Regions from separate parts of the Sus scrofa genome. Here all the other regions are linked to region 3. A link is a contact called in public HiChIP or PLAC-seq data. All regions are on one chromosome and are shown on one strand. Each heading gives the region's core, a stretch centred on a gene start, on an enhancer-like site or on the middle of the called end of the contact. The rest is flanking DNA. Distances are from core to core; before and after follow the strand shown.

Region 1 (4,498 bases), core at 81-2,580, 250 kb after region 3:
ACCGCCGCAACTCCCCCGAACTTTTCCCCGGACCCAGGCCGGCTCCGGCCGACAGTCACACGGCCCTGAGCCGGTGCCCCGGAACCGGCTCCCTGTGCCCAGCACTGCCAGCCCTGCACCCGGGGGAGGCTGGGGTGGGGGTGGGGGGTAGTGAGGAGCGCCACTTGCCGCGCCCGGAGCAGCGCACTTGAGACAAACTTCCCAGGCACGGATGAAAAAGGGGGCGCCGCTCCCCCTAGCCAAGCAACCTCTCGCCTCCGTTTTCCCACCAGGAGGCACCCCTTGGCATCCCGCGCCTAAGTGAACACTGCCTACCTCTGCCGGTGGCACCTACACCCTGGTACTGGGGCACAAGGGTCGGCTGGAGGGGTTCCCCACCCACCCCTTCCCTTGAGCAAAGTCTTGCAAAGTCACCCCAGGCGCCCCTCACCCCTGCCTCCTTCTCGGCCCCGGAGAGCGCACAAACCCCTGCAGCAGCGAGGGGGGGAGAGCGTAGGGGGAAGGAGTGATTACTGGGTATTGGAGAGCACCTGCCCCCCCACCACCACCCGGGAGCCCGCGGCGCGGGGGGCGCCCCCACCCTGTTTGCAAAGTCCTGCACTCGCGCCCGGCACCTCCCCCTCTTCTTCCCTACCCCGCCGCCCCCTCAGTTGGAGTCAGTGACCCCCAGGAGCAGCAGCCCTCCCCTCCCCCGGAGCCGCGCGCTGGGCATTCCCTGGTCGCGGCAGGCGACGCGCCGCCCCGCGCCCGGGTGCCAACCCTCCGTGCCCCCTGCCTCCCGCACGGCCGGAGTTGGGTGGCAGCCGCCGAGCGCAGGCTGGCTGGCTGGCTGGCTGGCTCGCTCGCTCGCTCGCCCGCTCCCGGCTGCAAGAGGCAGCCCGGGAGGTGGGGGGCTGCACCCGGGCAGGGGGCGAGGCGGGGAGGCACCCCGGGAGGCCCGCAGAACAGAGGGGCGTGGGGGAGCCGCGGCGGAGGGAGCGCCGAGTCTCTTACCTGCACTTGGGGCGGCTTTGGGTGACTTTCCAAGTCCGGGGGAAAAATGTGTGTGTGTTTGGGATGGAGCGCCGCGGGCGCGCATGCGCTGCCCAAAGTTGCCTGATCCCGGATTTTTCGCTCCCAGTCTCCGCTCTCGCCCGCTGTGATTATGGAATTCTCCGCGGCCGAGCGGGCGTGTGGGTGGCATGTAAAACCCGGGCCGGATCGCGGGGCCGGGCTCCGCTCCACCCTCACACCCCCAGACCTTCCCCTGCAGGTTTCTTTCCCACCCACCGCCCGGGCTGAGCTTGACTGGCGCGCGCGAGTGAGACGCGACCTGCGGAGCAGCATCTGAGCTTGCGGCACCTTTCTGCGGCCGGTGAAGCTTTCTCTACCCCTGACTGAGTGGACCTGAGGGGGGGGGACAAGAGAAGAGGGACAGGAGTGGTTACTGTTCACCTGTTCTCAGCCCCGCGAGCCAGTTTGCTTCCCACTTTTCCAGGGAAGAATTAGCTCTTTTCTGCAAGTTGGAGTGTTGAACCCCAAAGAACGTGATGTTCTCACTGTTTGATAGCCGCTCTGCACTTATTCTTTGCAAGGGAGTTTCCATTCAGTCCATTGTGCAAGAAATAAATCCTTAAGTGAGCAAGACAGGCTCTGAAGAATGAACCTGGGGCCGGAGGGGGGGGGAAGCGGAGCAGGTGATGAACATTAAAACAAGTGAATAATATGATTTCAGGGAGTAAAAGGATCATGAAGAAATAAAACGAGACAGTAGGATAAGAGTATCTGGGGAGAGCTTCTTTCCTATGCCCAGGTGAGAGTGAAGGCCTCTCTGAGAGAGAACCTTCATACCCCATTGGAGAAACCCCCCCTGTGCTCCCTTTGCCCCCTTTGCCCACCTTGCCCCCTTCCCAGGTGGCTTGAGGTGGCCACCCCAGGCTGAGCCAGCAGCAGTAGCTCCTGTCCTGCCTTTTGCAGCTAGGCGATCCCTATCCCAGGACTGAGCGAGTCAAGGTACCTGTGTTCCCTTCTGAATAAGAACAGGATGGAATTAGACTTGAAAGGAAGGCTCCGGAACACTCCCACGGTGAGATGGGAGAAATTGACCACCATAGTAAACAAATAACTGAATGATTCCTTGAATAGGTGAATAAACATTCAAAGTATGACCAGCAGCTTTAAGAAGGGTCCAACAGAAGGCATGAAACTATGCCACAGGCTGGAAAACACTGTTGCAGGCTGGTAGACTCGGAGATCTAATCAGCAAGGTTTCTGCAAAACCTCTCGGGACGAGCGAAGGGTGATGACCTAGAAGCGGGGAGGTGGGTAGGCCTTCTAACTTTTGACTCTGGGCTCATTCCACTGGGTCGTAGTTGGGGGGGTGGGGTAGGGTGGGGGGGCAATGTAAAGACAGACATCCTTAACAGCTTGGGTTTGGGGGGGGTCACCAGCACTCACCAGCCACATAACCTCTGTGCCTCAGTTGCCTCAACAGTAAATGGGGATAATAATAGCACTATTGCCTGGGTGTGTTGTGAGGCTAAAATGAGTTAATGCAGGGAAAGTGCCTGGGCCAAGACAGTGATCGATAAATGCCAGTAATTGTCATTGCTCCTTGGGACATCCAGTGCTCCCTCTGCTTCTCAGTTCTTCCTGTCCTCTCCCCATTCCTTCTCCTCTTCTGCCTTTTTTTTTTTTTTCCTCCAGCAATGGTCCTTCACTCATTCATGCACTCAGCAGGCATTTGCGGAGCCCCAGTGAAGAGCACATCCTCCTCCAGGGCTGGGGAGACGAAAAAGAACTCACAGGGCTTGTCTCCAAGGAGCTGGCTGGGGAGTTTGCTGGCCTCTCCCCTACCCCCGCTTCCTGCTATAAGGCTCGACCCGCACACCCCAACGGCCACAATTCACCCACCAAAATGTACTAAAACATTAATTCTTCCCTCCACTTTGTTTTTCTCAGATGCTTCTCAATTGTCCCATTTCCCCAAAGGAGTCTTTCTACCTCCTCTGAAGGAGCCACTTCGGGGGTGGGGGAAGCTGGAAAGAGTGACAAGCTGGAGGAGGGGGGAGGACTTTGGGGTGGGGTGAAAAGGCAAGACTCCTCTTCTTTTCCCAACCACCAACCCCCAACTCAGAAAAAAAAAAAAAAAAAAATTAAGCAAAGCAAAGGATCCATAGGTAGCCCTGGTCCCCAGAGCCTCCAGTGTCTTATTCCCCACCCCCAGCTCCCTTTGCAGGGACTGAAATCAGATGCTCTTTGCCTCGTTTGCTTCATTTTAGCATTTCCTGAGCTTTCCCTAAAATAAGCTATAAACTCTTTCCCATGGTCAGCAAGATTGAGCCTCACCTCCCTCCTCCCTCCCCTTGGTCACTCTGCCTCCGACACACCAGCCTCTTCAGTCACCAAGCCTGTCCCTACCTCAGGGCCTTTGCACTTGTCCCCTCTGCCCAGAAGGCCCTTCTTTCGATGCTTCCTTGCATCATGCAGGCCTCTGCTCACATATCACCTCCTCAGGGAGGCCTTCTCCCCAGAGCAGCTCCCCAGCCTTTCTAGCTCTACCTTATGTGAGTGTCTACAATGACTTTGCTTATTCATGTGTGTCCGTTTTTGCTGTCCAGCTGCCCTCACTAGAACAGGAGCTCCTTGGAGGCAAAGACTGTTCTGTGTCGCCTCGTGACCTCAGCACCTCAGTCTGGCACCTAGCAGGCCCTCCCTTTCTGGGGGTCAGGCACTGAATCAAGAGAAGCCTCCATGGTCCCTGCCCTGGAGGGACAGATGCAGTGGGACAATGACCAGAAAGCATCGAAGACAAAGTTTGGGGAAGGAGGAGGAGCTGGTATGAGCTGGGGTGCACCCTGGCCTCCGACAGTAGGGAAGTAGATGTGGCTCTGGTGGGGGACCTTTGCCTCAACAGAGGAGGCTGCACAGGCAGGAGGGGATGGAAGGTCAACCAAGGACCCCATGGAGGTCATCTAGCCAGCCCCCTGCCCCCCACCCCGCAACTGGCGGAGCTGCTCCGGGAGGGAGAACCTCTCTCCTTTCTAAGTCTCCAGGGAGACCCTCCCTCTAGACCGTGAGCTTCCTGATGGCAGGGTCTGCGCCTTTGTCATGGAGGCTGAGGTGCCAAGCACAGTGCCTGGCACCCAGGAGGCTCTCAATGATTGATTGTTGAACAAATAAACTGAAGTCGGCCTCAGTTTGTGTAATTGGGAAAGCCTTAAAAGCAATCACAGCTCAGCTTCCTGGTCACAGTTTTTTGGTTTCTGGGCCTCTGCAGTGATGGAAAGCCACGACTAAGAGTACGTCAATAGCTGTTATTTACCCAGTGGTTGTGATGTGCCACACTAAGCACTTGTACGTCGTATCTTATTAGAGCCTCACAACAGCTGTACGAGGTGGTAACTATGATGAATATACCCATTACATGGATGAGGAAAGCAAGGCACAGAGAACAACTTTCCCAAGACTGAGCCAGGCTGTCAGACTCCAGAGCCGCTGCTTTTTACCCCCAGGACCA
Region 2 (4,962 bases), core at 1,481-3,980, 140 kb after region 3:
TCCTGGCCAGGGGCTAGGACCTTCGGCTGGGGATGCTGCTTATTGAGGGACCGGAGCCAGGGTGCTCCCAGGCTGGCTACCTTCCTGCTTCCCCTTGTGCCTGCCGTTCTGCCCAAGCCACTCCTGTCCCCCCATCCTGGGTGTAAGACCAGATCAAAGAGGGCCCACTCAGATCCCTACAGCCTGGGACTCACCAATCTGTCCGCCTGAATAGCAACTGCCACATAACATCTAGCATTCAAAGCCACCATCCTTCCAGTTTCAATCCAGGAATCACACCATCTGTGGCTCTGGCTTGGCGCTCTCTCGGAACATGCTTTGCTAGGTTGTTTAGACGAGGCATTCTCAGTCTTTCGGCCCCGTGATTCCTTCCTTGGGGGTGGGAGGGTGGAAGAGGCCACACAGGCAGCACCAGGCATCCTGAAAACACCTGGCTGCTCCCTATCTCTGAAAGCAGTGTGGGCTTAACACCAGGCAAGGGGCTGGGTCCTCTCAGATCACACCTACGGGAGCTCAACGCAGCCCCTGGGCTCAAACCCCATGCAGGGGTGGCTGTCTGCCAAGCCGCAAGTTGCTCCCGCCCAGTTCCCAAGGGAGACCTGTTACTTCTAGAAGCAATGAAGGCCAGTGATGAGCTGAGTTTCAAGGGTCTCCCATGTCCCCGTCTTCCTCTCCAGCAAAATCCATGCTTACACAGAAGCACACGCGACAAGTCTACATCCACGCCCCTATCTCCTGGAAGGATGCCCGTTCAGAGACCTCCTTCCTAAAGAACTCTCGTCCCGTCTGTTCATCCCCATTTCAACAGAAACAAGTCAGAAGGTGTTTCAACTCCCCTTCGATCCGTCCCTGCAAACAGAGGGGAACATCCTTGCTCAGGAGATGGGCAATAATGAATGCTTTTAGAGGACGCTTCCTCCGAAAGGCTCAAAATGCATCTGCATCAACAATTGCACTGGATCTTGCAGGGGAGGCCTGGGGATGGGTCCCCGTGTTACAGGTGGGGTACAGGTGGGGCCCAGGGATGCTGGGGATGTGGGCCAGGCAGCGCCGTCCATATCCGGAACCCAGCGTGTCCTCCACTCCATGCTGCCATTGGAAAGGTCCCCAGGGATGCCCTCTTCCCTGTGAGAAGGAAGCCCCCACTCTGGGTCTATCTCCCTGCGTTTGGAAACAGGTCAATAATGTCTCTGGGTCTCCTGTTTCCCCACTTGTGAGAAAAGACAGCCTCCTGTGTCTTCAGGAGGGAAGTGACAAGGAGAGATGAGAGCAGGGTGTGTGTCCAGAATCTCCCGGAAAAGGCACGGACTACACTCACAGGGTTTGGTCGTCATGATTCTGCACGTTGCACCCTGTTCTCTACAAGGGGGAGAGGACTCAGTGTTGGGGGGGAGCAGGGGCGCTGCAGCTGCAGGACCTTTCCTGTGCCCGGCAGAGACTCAGGCAGTGCCCTGTCCCGCCTGGGGAGGCATGTGTACAGACCCGCTTGGACCCACGCACCCCTGGCTGGACGCAGCAGATGGAGACAGGTGGGTTTCCAGTAGAACCAGTAACCCCTTTGGACGGAGACTATTCTAGTTCAGGGGCTTGGGCTGTCCAGGACCCCGAGGGAGGGGCTGAATCCATCAGCCCATCCTCTTGCTCCCAGCGCTGAGGGGCTTCACGGGGCATGGGTCTTTTTGATCCTGGGCAAACCAGGCTGGTGGTCCCAACGTGGCTGACTACATGGTGTGACAGCTGGAAACCGCTCCCGAAACCCCTCCCTCTCGGGTGACAAGAGAAGCTCCATCTTCCTGAGTGAACTGATGACACGGGGCTTCTTGTGCCCTGCAAGGTCACATCTCCACCTCGGGGATTTGAAAAGCTGGGCCCTGGGAGTCCCCGTCGTGGCGCAGTGGTTAACGAATCTGACTAGGAACCATGAGGTTGTGGGTTCGATCCCTGGCCTTGCTCAGTGGGTTGAGGATTTGGCGTTGCCGTGAGCTGTGGTGTGGGTTGCAGATGCGGCTCCGATCCCGCATTGCTGTGGCTGTGGCATAGGCCGGTGGCTACGGCTCCAATTAGACCCCTAGCCTAGGAACCTCCATATGCTGTGGGAATGGCCCTAGAAAAGGCAAAAAGACAAAAATAAATAAATAAATAAAAATGACAAACTGGGCCCCGTCACAGAGGAACCCTGAGCACACACACGGAACGCGTGCCCCCAACTCAGCAGGCCACGGTGGAGCCCCGGTGGAGCCAGGAAGCAGGGCCTGGCCTGAGGTTCGGGGTGCCCCCTGGCCTTGAACTGTCTTGTCCAAACCACTTGTACTTAGCAGATGAGCATGGCCTCCGGGCCAGGCCCCTGGTATAATCCTTTCATTAATTTACTATTCGATGGGAAATTACTCCTTCCCCAGGAATATAAGTTTTCATCTTATTTTAAGTTCGATTCTTAAAGCAATTACCCAGGCATCTGGCAATGACTTCACCGCTGTGGCCGGGCCCTGCGGGGGAGAAGGGCAGCCCTGAAGCTGCACAGACCCCCGGCTCCCAGCCCCGGAGGGGAGTTTGGAGAGACCTGGGGGCCCCCAAACAAAGGTCCTGGGTCCTGGGAGGGAAGTGGGGGGCACACCGTTATCTCTGATATTTGCTGCTTGTGGAAATACGCCTCCCCAGCACCACCTGCCCCGTGAACCTACTGGTGACAGTTGTTGAAAAGCCTCAGCAGCTGGTGCCGCGGGAGCATTTTCTATTTTTAATTGTTTGATCGGAATATTAACTCATCTAGGCCCGTTCCCAAGACAGAGCTCCCAGCCGGAGGGGTCTCCCCCGTCCCCAGATCTGCCTTGCTTCCTCTCCAGTCAGAAATCAACTTTGAAATTAATAACTGGAAACACAGACCTCTGTGAGTTTACAAAAGATGAGAGTCATCAGGGAGAAATAGCAAGAGGTCCTCCCTGGCCAGGGGGGCCCCGAGTGGATCTCGGAGCCACCGACGGGCGGCTCCAGGCGGGGGAGGGGATGCGAGCACCCACGGGCGCCATGGCTCTTCCCCGACCCAGCTTTTCCTGGCCAGCCCCTCCCTCCCCGCTCAGGTCAGCCCCACTGACCCAGTCTGCTCCCTTGTCAACCTCAAGGGCGGGGCTGCTGGGGAGGCTCCCCCGGGGAGGGCACGTGGCTCCGGGCTCCGAGGGGCTGGGCCAGAGGCTGCCTTGGCTCTCAGCCTCTGGTTCCGAGAGGGGGGGGGCAGGTTCTGCCAGCAGGTCCTCCGTGGGAGCAACACCAAGGGCTCCAGGCCCAGCCCCGACGGGACGGTCACCCGGCTCAGCCCTAGCCAAGCGCCACTCGGGCTCGAGAGGGACCATGCTGCCGGGGACCAACCCAAGCCCTGTGGCCCCCTACCCAGCACGGGGCCACCCGGCGTCCTCGGCCTCGGCGCCCTTGGCTCCCCTGTCACGCTCTCGCCTCTCAAGGTCGCAGGGCTGTCCACACCAGGAATATTTACTCACCAGACTGGCCCTGTTAGCAGCACTCACCACAAATATGCTTTCTGATAAAGTTGGCAGAAAAAAAAGTTCGAGGGCTGGAAACAATGTCAGAAACCATCCCCCGCCCCCGCCAAGCACGGGTGAGGTGAGGCCCGCGAGCAGGTCCCACGCCAAGAGTCCTGGGGGAGGCGGCGGCCGCGCTCACTCTCACTTTTCTCCTTCCTGTTTCACCTCCCAACATACAGCCTGTTGCCAGGGGACCAAGGGCTGGGGATGGTTCTAAGCCAGGGCCGGGTCCTGGCCCCCAAAGGGCGCAGCCCAGAGGCCGGGGGATGGGGAGCTCCCCGGGGGCCTCTGGAGGAGGAGGCCGGGCGGCCTCTTACCTCCGATTCTCCCTGGCCCGTCTCACCTCGCTGAGCCCCTTCCCACCCGCCCGCCCTCCCTCTGTGCACATGGGCTTTAATGTTTTTATTACCTGTTTGACTCGCTGCCTTATTGCTTCTCCCCTTAATGGGGCCGTAACCGTGGAAACGAGGAATAAACGGCCACCAGAAAATGAGATGATTAAACAGGTCACCCTGGCAAAACAAACTCAGCCAAGGAACCTCTGGGGGCGGGGAGGGGAGGCTCCTCCTCCCCCTCCCCATGGCCAGAAGGCTTGGACCAGACCTGGGACCAATGTCCCTTCCTCTGGCACTGGGGCAGATACAGAGGGGCGCCCCCTGCTGGGCGGTGTGGAACCCTGCCAATCTCCCTTGACCTGCCCCCCAAGGCTCCCCTCTCTCCCAGGCAGTCCTTCCAGCTGGCCTTGGGCCTTGAGCTCTGAGCTAACAGGGTGGCCAGGAGGAAAGCACTGGTCTAGAGGGACAAGGACGATCACCGCCAGGGAAAAGATGCATTCCCCGGTGACACAAAGTTCTAGACTTCTCTGCCTCCTGGCTTCCTGGATGTCTCTTGCTTTCTCACTGCGCTCGAGTCCCCTGCCCCATCGACTGCATCTCTTGGTCTCAGGCAGCATATCCCCCTCCGGGCCCCTTCGTTCTCGGAGAAAGCCCTATAAGAAGAGGCCAGTGTAGGCCAAAGCTCAACTCAGCACGGTTTCCTCTGGGAATCCCTGGTCTGTGGAGCCAAAAATAATGTGTCTGTTCCTCCCCTGGGCCAACCTGCTTCCGCAAAGCCTCAGACCAGCAAGCAACAAGACAGGGCCCTCTTCACTTTTTGAAGGGGTCTCAACAGCCACGGGCTGGTGCCACCACGCCAGCCAAGACTGTGGGGCCAGAAGAGCCCCGGGGAGGTGGCCTGTGGGGCGCTCTCAGAACAGACCCCCTGAGCCGGCCCAGGAGCGGCCCAAACATCATGCAGAGGTCTGAGGCCCTGGCAACGTGGGGTGGGCTTCAGTACACGCTGCCCCTTCTTTTTCTTTTTCTTAGTTTTAGGGCCACACCTGTGGCATATGGAAGCTCCCAGGCTAGGGGTCGAAACTGAGCTGCAG
Region 3 (4,854 bases), core at 1,268-3,767:
TAGGTATCACAGGCTGCCTGACGGAATCAGCTGAGAATTATTAAATGGTGCCACTTGGAGGGTCCAGAAGGCCATCTAGTGAAGTCCTTATTTTGCAGAAATGAAGGGATCTGAGGCACGGTGCGGGGTGGGAGGTGGCGTTTGGGGACACTTTAGCACCAGGGTTGAAGCTTTGTGCAGGTTTCTTGCGACTCCGCTTTCCACCCTGCCTCTCTGCCTGCTAACTTTGAGCACAGTGTGTGTGAATGAGGAATTAGAGGGTTTGTGGAAGATAAAATTGTGGAGGAAAAGTCTCTGCTTGCTGTTGGTTTAAAGTACATAAACCAAAAAAAGGCTTCTGTTTGTTGCAGTGTTTGGTCTTGTTTGCACTCAAGGCTGTTAGCGATATTGTAGGAGAAGCTTTAATCCTTTCATTCAAATTTACAAGAAATGCTGTTTCCTTTTAGTTTAAAAAAAAAAGAAAAGAAAAGTCCAAGAGAGCATTTGATTTGAGGAACCAAAAGTCTAGAAAATGTATCCGGGAGTCCTCGTCAATTTGGGGCATAATGAAATATAAAAAATACTCAATAAAAGCTCCTTTATTACTTTAACTGTTTAAATGTGGAGTTTTTAGCCATCAGGTTAATGTTTTGGTATCATTTTTTTATTTGATTGTGAGCACTTTTCCAGGTAGCTCTGCCACTCGAGCGCTAATCAGATTCCCCCAGATGAATGGTGCTAGCTGCAGCCTGACATCACCGCATTTTTGCTTCGACATTATTTTATTTGGTTTTCCTGTAAAAGTTAATAACTCTGTGTCCATGCGTTTAACCAGGGAAGAAGAGGGAGAGAAAGGACCATGAACAGAAAACAACGAGCAGTGTCTCAGGAAGCTTTGGCCAAACTGAGGAGACGTAGAGATTTTTGTGATGTCACAATATTTCACCCTGGCCTAGGTATTTCATGAGTAGGGTGTGGAAAATCAAGATTGCAGAGCAAAATGGTGCCTCACAATTATTCAGATAACAAAAAGGGAACCTCTGTCTGTTTCCCAGACGGAACTGGAAGGAATTAGAAATGAGTTGCCATTGATTGAGAAGAAGGTGGGGAGGGATTGATTGCTTAATGGTGAGCGCTGTTTAAAGTTTGTGTTAATTGTCAATGAATTACATGCTCCGTTTTGGTGACCAGGGTTGGTAAGAACATCAGCTGCAGGCAGAAAGCGCTTCCTTTTCACCTTCCCGTCGGAGGTAGGACCTCGAGGGAGAGCCTCATGACCAAGATGGCTCTGGTGTCTAATAGGCCTGTGTTAAACCACTCGTGTTAAGAGTGTGCTTGTTTGTGGGAGGCTGTGGCTGTTGATACTAGGAATGTTTATGGTGTTTCGTGAAAGGTCACTGAATGGTTCAAACCCATGACCATGACCAGTTAATTCTTTCTGTGTTCTGTGGGTGACTTTGCCGAGCTAAACATTTCAAAATTGGGAGGCGTCTGGACCGATACACCTCTTGATCTAGAATCTCTTCCGAATTTACGTCTTGCTGCTAAAGACAGTCTGTGGATACAGATCTTGTACAGTGGGTGGACGAATCGGTTCCACAGTCCTTATCTCGGTGCCTCTGAAAGATGTGTAAAAAGTGATGACTCATGCATCATCGGAGTCAGAGGCAAGGCTTGTCTTGCTTCTCTGTGCCACGCTCGTGTGGATGAGTTACTCCCCACATCGTCTAGAGAGGCGTGGCCTGTGTTAGATACCCCTTTCTTAGAAAACCGAACCTGGTCATCAGCTTATTTCACATGGCTGGGAGGTACACCTGAGGTCTGTCGCCTCATTTACTTCCAGAGCTGGGCACCCTGGTCTTCCTGCCTTGGTGGATGGCCTGTCCTCTGCACCCCAGAAGCCAGGGGGCTTGGGGAAGGGGGCCACTTTCCCCTCAGAGGAGCTGATTTCATTTGAGCCTTTGAATAGAAACAGTTTCTAGTCATCTTACTGTAAATTTGTTGATTTTGGAGGCTGCCAGTTTTCTCTATTATGAATCATACTCTTCTATTTTCCTCCTTAGGCCACAGAAGAATCTAAAATAATAGCAGGAACCAGGACTTGGTGGTCTTCTCTCCGTAGCCTGTTTTAACTGTTCGCTTTTATCCTGCTTTCCAGGGAATCTAAAGATGGTTTAGAAGCTGCCCACATGTGTCATTTCCAATTCTTTTCTTGCTCGCTTTTGGATTTGAACTGTTTCTGGGTTGTGACGACTTCTTTTTTGGTATTCAAATCTATTTTTTAACATTTAGTCTTTCTCCAGTTTTCCTGTAGGATGTCTGGTAGGAGTGCCGCTTAGCAGCTCCTTAGGGTTTTAATTTTTTGCTATGTATGGGGTGAGGGTAGATGGAATTCCTTGGAGTCCAGGAGCCCATCTTGCTGCCGTCAGAGCAGAAGGTGCTCAGCCGCCATGAAGGGACCCTGCCCTGCACCATCTGTGGTCATCTGGCCAGCCTCTCACCCTCAGGGTGACGTGAGGGTGTCCCTGTCCACAGCACAACCCTTCTTCTTTCCCTCCCTCCCCCTCCCACATCTCGACAGTGCAGGGCTGGCGAGCTTTCCCAACCTCCATCTGGCCCGACTTCAAAAGAAGTGGGAACTGAAGCTTCGCCTGCGGAGCATATGAAGGTGCTAGAGTTTGGGAGAAGTAACCTTCAGAAAGCATCAGATTCAGCCCGTGGTGGAGAGAAGGGGACTCGGGGATGGAGGCAGTGGTCTCATTAGGAAGGTCCCGGGTACCGTCTGCTACATATTTTTAGTGTCGGAGTCACCGGCCACCGTCACTGAGTGAGCTCACAGTTCTCCTGGGGAGCATCTTGGACACTGAGTCATTACATTCCTTTGGAGTGATTCAACTCAACAGCCTGACACCTTCATTAATTTTACAGCACGGAAGCCTGGGTGCTCTCTGCTTCCCCTTTAACAGTGCCCGGGAATTAGAAGAATATGGAAAATATAAAAGCAAGGGAAACTGGGAGAAGGAGCAGTCAGAAGACACCATGTGAAGAAATGGAACTCCTCGCCTTTTCTTGGGATCTCCTGGGACCGAGCGCCCAACTCTCGCCACATGTTGCTGGCACACGCAAACCTTTCTCTTTCTGTTCCTGGCACGCCGGCCAGCCCCCCGACTTGCAGCCAGCTCGCTTGCCTTCTCCGCTGAGGTCACTGCTACCGTGATCCGTGTATAATGGCATTTTCCTCCTCTTTTCAGTATGGAGGCTATTACGGTTTCTTCTCTAAACAGGACTTCAAACAATTTGCTGCCAGTTGGATTTCAAAGCCAAGGAAAAGGCAAATGTCATCCTTTTTTTTCCCTCTCCTCTTTGGGTAACTGCTTTGTTGGTTGCATCAAAAATTAGAGGGGCTGCTATCTAAATTCAGGTGGGGACAGGCATTTAAATTTGCTTTTCTGTCTGCCTAGAGGAGAAAGGCCTTTTCCTTCGCAACCTTTCCTAAAAAGGAGCTTTGATCTTCTCAACCCAGAAACAAGGGTTTTTATTTCCTCCACGGCATCCTGTGTGTGTGCACTGCAGCGCTTTCTGTGCCCGAGTTCCGGCTGCCCTCTGCATCAGCAGCTCCCTTTGGGCTGCAGTTGGCACCCAGAGTACTCTCCCAAGGCACCCTGATGTCCCTAAGATCACTGTCACTTGACATTAAATAGTGCTTGTTGGCTTTAGATGCTTTTTATTTCTAGAAGAACTAGTTTAATACAATAGCGAACCAATGACATTCTGACAAGCAGTTCATGCAATATTTTTAACTGGGGCCAAGAAGAAAATTTTAAATGCAGAGATATTTCACTTGGAAGGGTACTTTTTATGCCCGTGACGTCACCACTTTTCGTAAAGGCTTTGACTGCATGCATCCATATGTTTTAAGAGAGACTGGGGTCAATAATGCTTGCGTGGGAATTCCCTAAACCCAGATCGACACAACAGACCTTCACAAACACTATATTCTGTCATGTCAACTCCACCAGAGATATGTTGTTTCTGTGATGTGAAAAACAAAAGGACGGAGGAGAGCACAACAAAGGAAACTAGGGCCGGGCCCACAGCGTAATTAGTGTGGGGTTGTAACCCAAATCAACAAGGGGAAGGACACAAGGACAAAACCCAGGAAATTCCAAGTTGAAAGAGAGGCTCTTTCCTTTAACTCCTGGAGACCCAGGGCGCTTGCTAGCTCACTGCTCACCCAGGTGCAGGAGGCTGGCTCCAGTACAAGTCACTGTCTTTATTTTTGAACTTCCTGGCTTTTGTTGACTTTCCCGTCTATTCCCCCCTTGAGGTAAATGAAACGTACCTTTGTACGCGTACACGTGTGTCAATGGTAGATAAACGGGCAAGGAGTACCTCTTGATTTTGTAACCCTCAGAGAAATTCTGGGGGGGGTATCCCTGTCACTGTCATCTGTTCATTTTTAATGAGCAATTTTAAAAAATTGAAAATAAAAGAGGCAAATGAATAGGTGTTGAACCAGCCCGTGATATGTAAATGCCAACTAGTAATTACCCAAAACCTCAATTTTCATTCGGTTTCATCTTGCAAAACATTTCATTTTCCCTGGGTGAAAACACTTCACGGGGGCTCGAGAGTCAGCGGAGCGGCCGCCTGCGGCCTGCGCGGCCACCGGCCCCGGCTAGGGGGCACTTTGGCTCCGCGCTGCGGCCGCCTCCCGGGCAGCGCGTCCAGCTCAAGGTTATTCCCCTCTTGCCATTCCAGTGGTTTCGCTCGGAGCGGTGGTGGCGCCCCTCCCCCCCCAGTCTGGTTTTGGGGAGCCTTATTTGCCTCCTTGTCCTTGCAGAGGATCGTATTGAATGTTGGCTCCCCGAGGCT

The links. HiChIP or PLAC-seq counts read pairs in DNA pulled down with a chosen protein or histone mark.
Region 1: an H3K27ac HiChIP or PLAC-seq map of skeletal muscle shows a contact between it and region 3. The contact joins the promoter of CASZ1 here to the enhancer-like site in region 3. A contact is called at or near these places in 12 of 47 Hi-C or Micro-C datasets (alveolar macrophages, brain, epiblast stem cells and 8 more) and 1 of 2 datasets of contacts at active chromatin or transcription factors (skeletal muscle).
Region 2: an H3K27ac HiChIP or PLAC-seq map of skeletal muscle shows a contact between it and region 3. The contact joins two enhancer-like sites. A contact is called at or near these places in 6 of 47 Hi-C or Micro-C datasets (alveolar macrophages, embryonic fibroblasts, liver and 2 more) and 1 of 2 datasets of contacts at active chromatin or transcription factors (skeletal muscle).

The regions. Positions count from the first base shown.
Region 1 is chr6:71,028,165-71,032,662 of Sscrofa11.1, forward strand. It overlaps CASZ1 (zinc finger protein castor homolog 1), which reads right to left and starts at 1,331. Exons shown (of 21, transcript XM_021095326.1): 1 at 994-1,331. The coding sequence starts at 1,326.
Region 2 is chr6:70,921,566-70,926,527 of Sscrofa11.1, forward strand. The region is part of intron 4 of CASZ1 (zinc finger protein castor homolog 1); the gene reads right to left. Among named protein-coding and RNA genes, the nearest start is that of CASZ1, 110 kb to the right of the region's middle. Within about 2 kb of position 2,731, at least 18 of the 83 cell types and tissues checked have an H3K27ac peak or open chromatin away from gene starts, as enhancers often do. A contact at or near this core is called in skeletal muscle, where this site is marked.
Region 3 is chr6:70,780,629-70,785,482 of Sscrofa11.1, forward strand. All of the region lies in intron 2 of PEX14 (peroxisomal membrane protein PEX14), which reads left to right. Among named protein-coding and RNA genes, the nearest start is that of PEX14, 45 kb to the left of the region's middle. Within about 2 kb of position 2,518, at least 22 of the 83 cell types and tissues checked have an H3K27ac peak or open chromatin away from gene starts, as enhancers often do. A contact at or near this core is called in skeletal muscle, where this site is marked.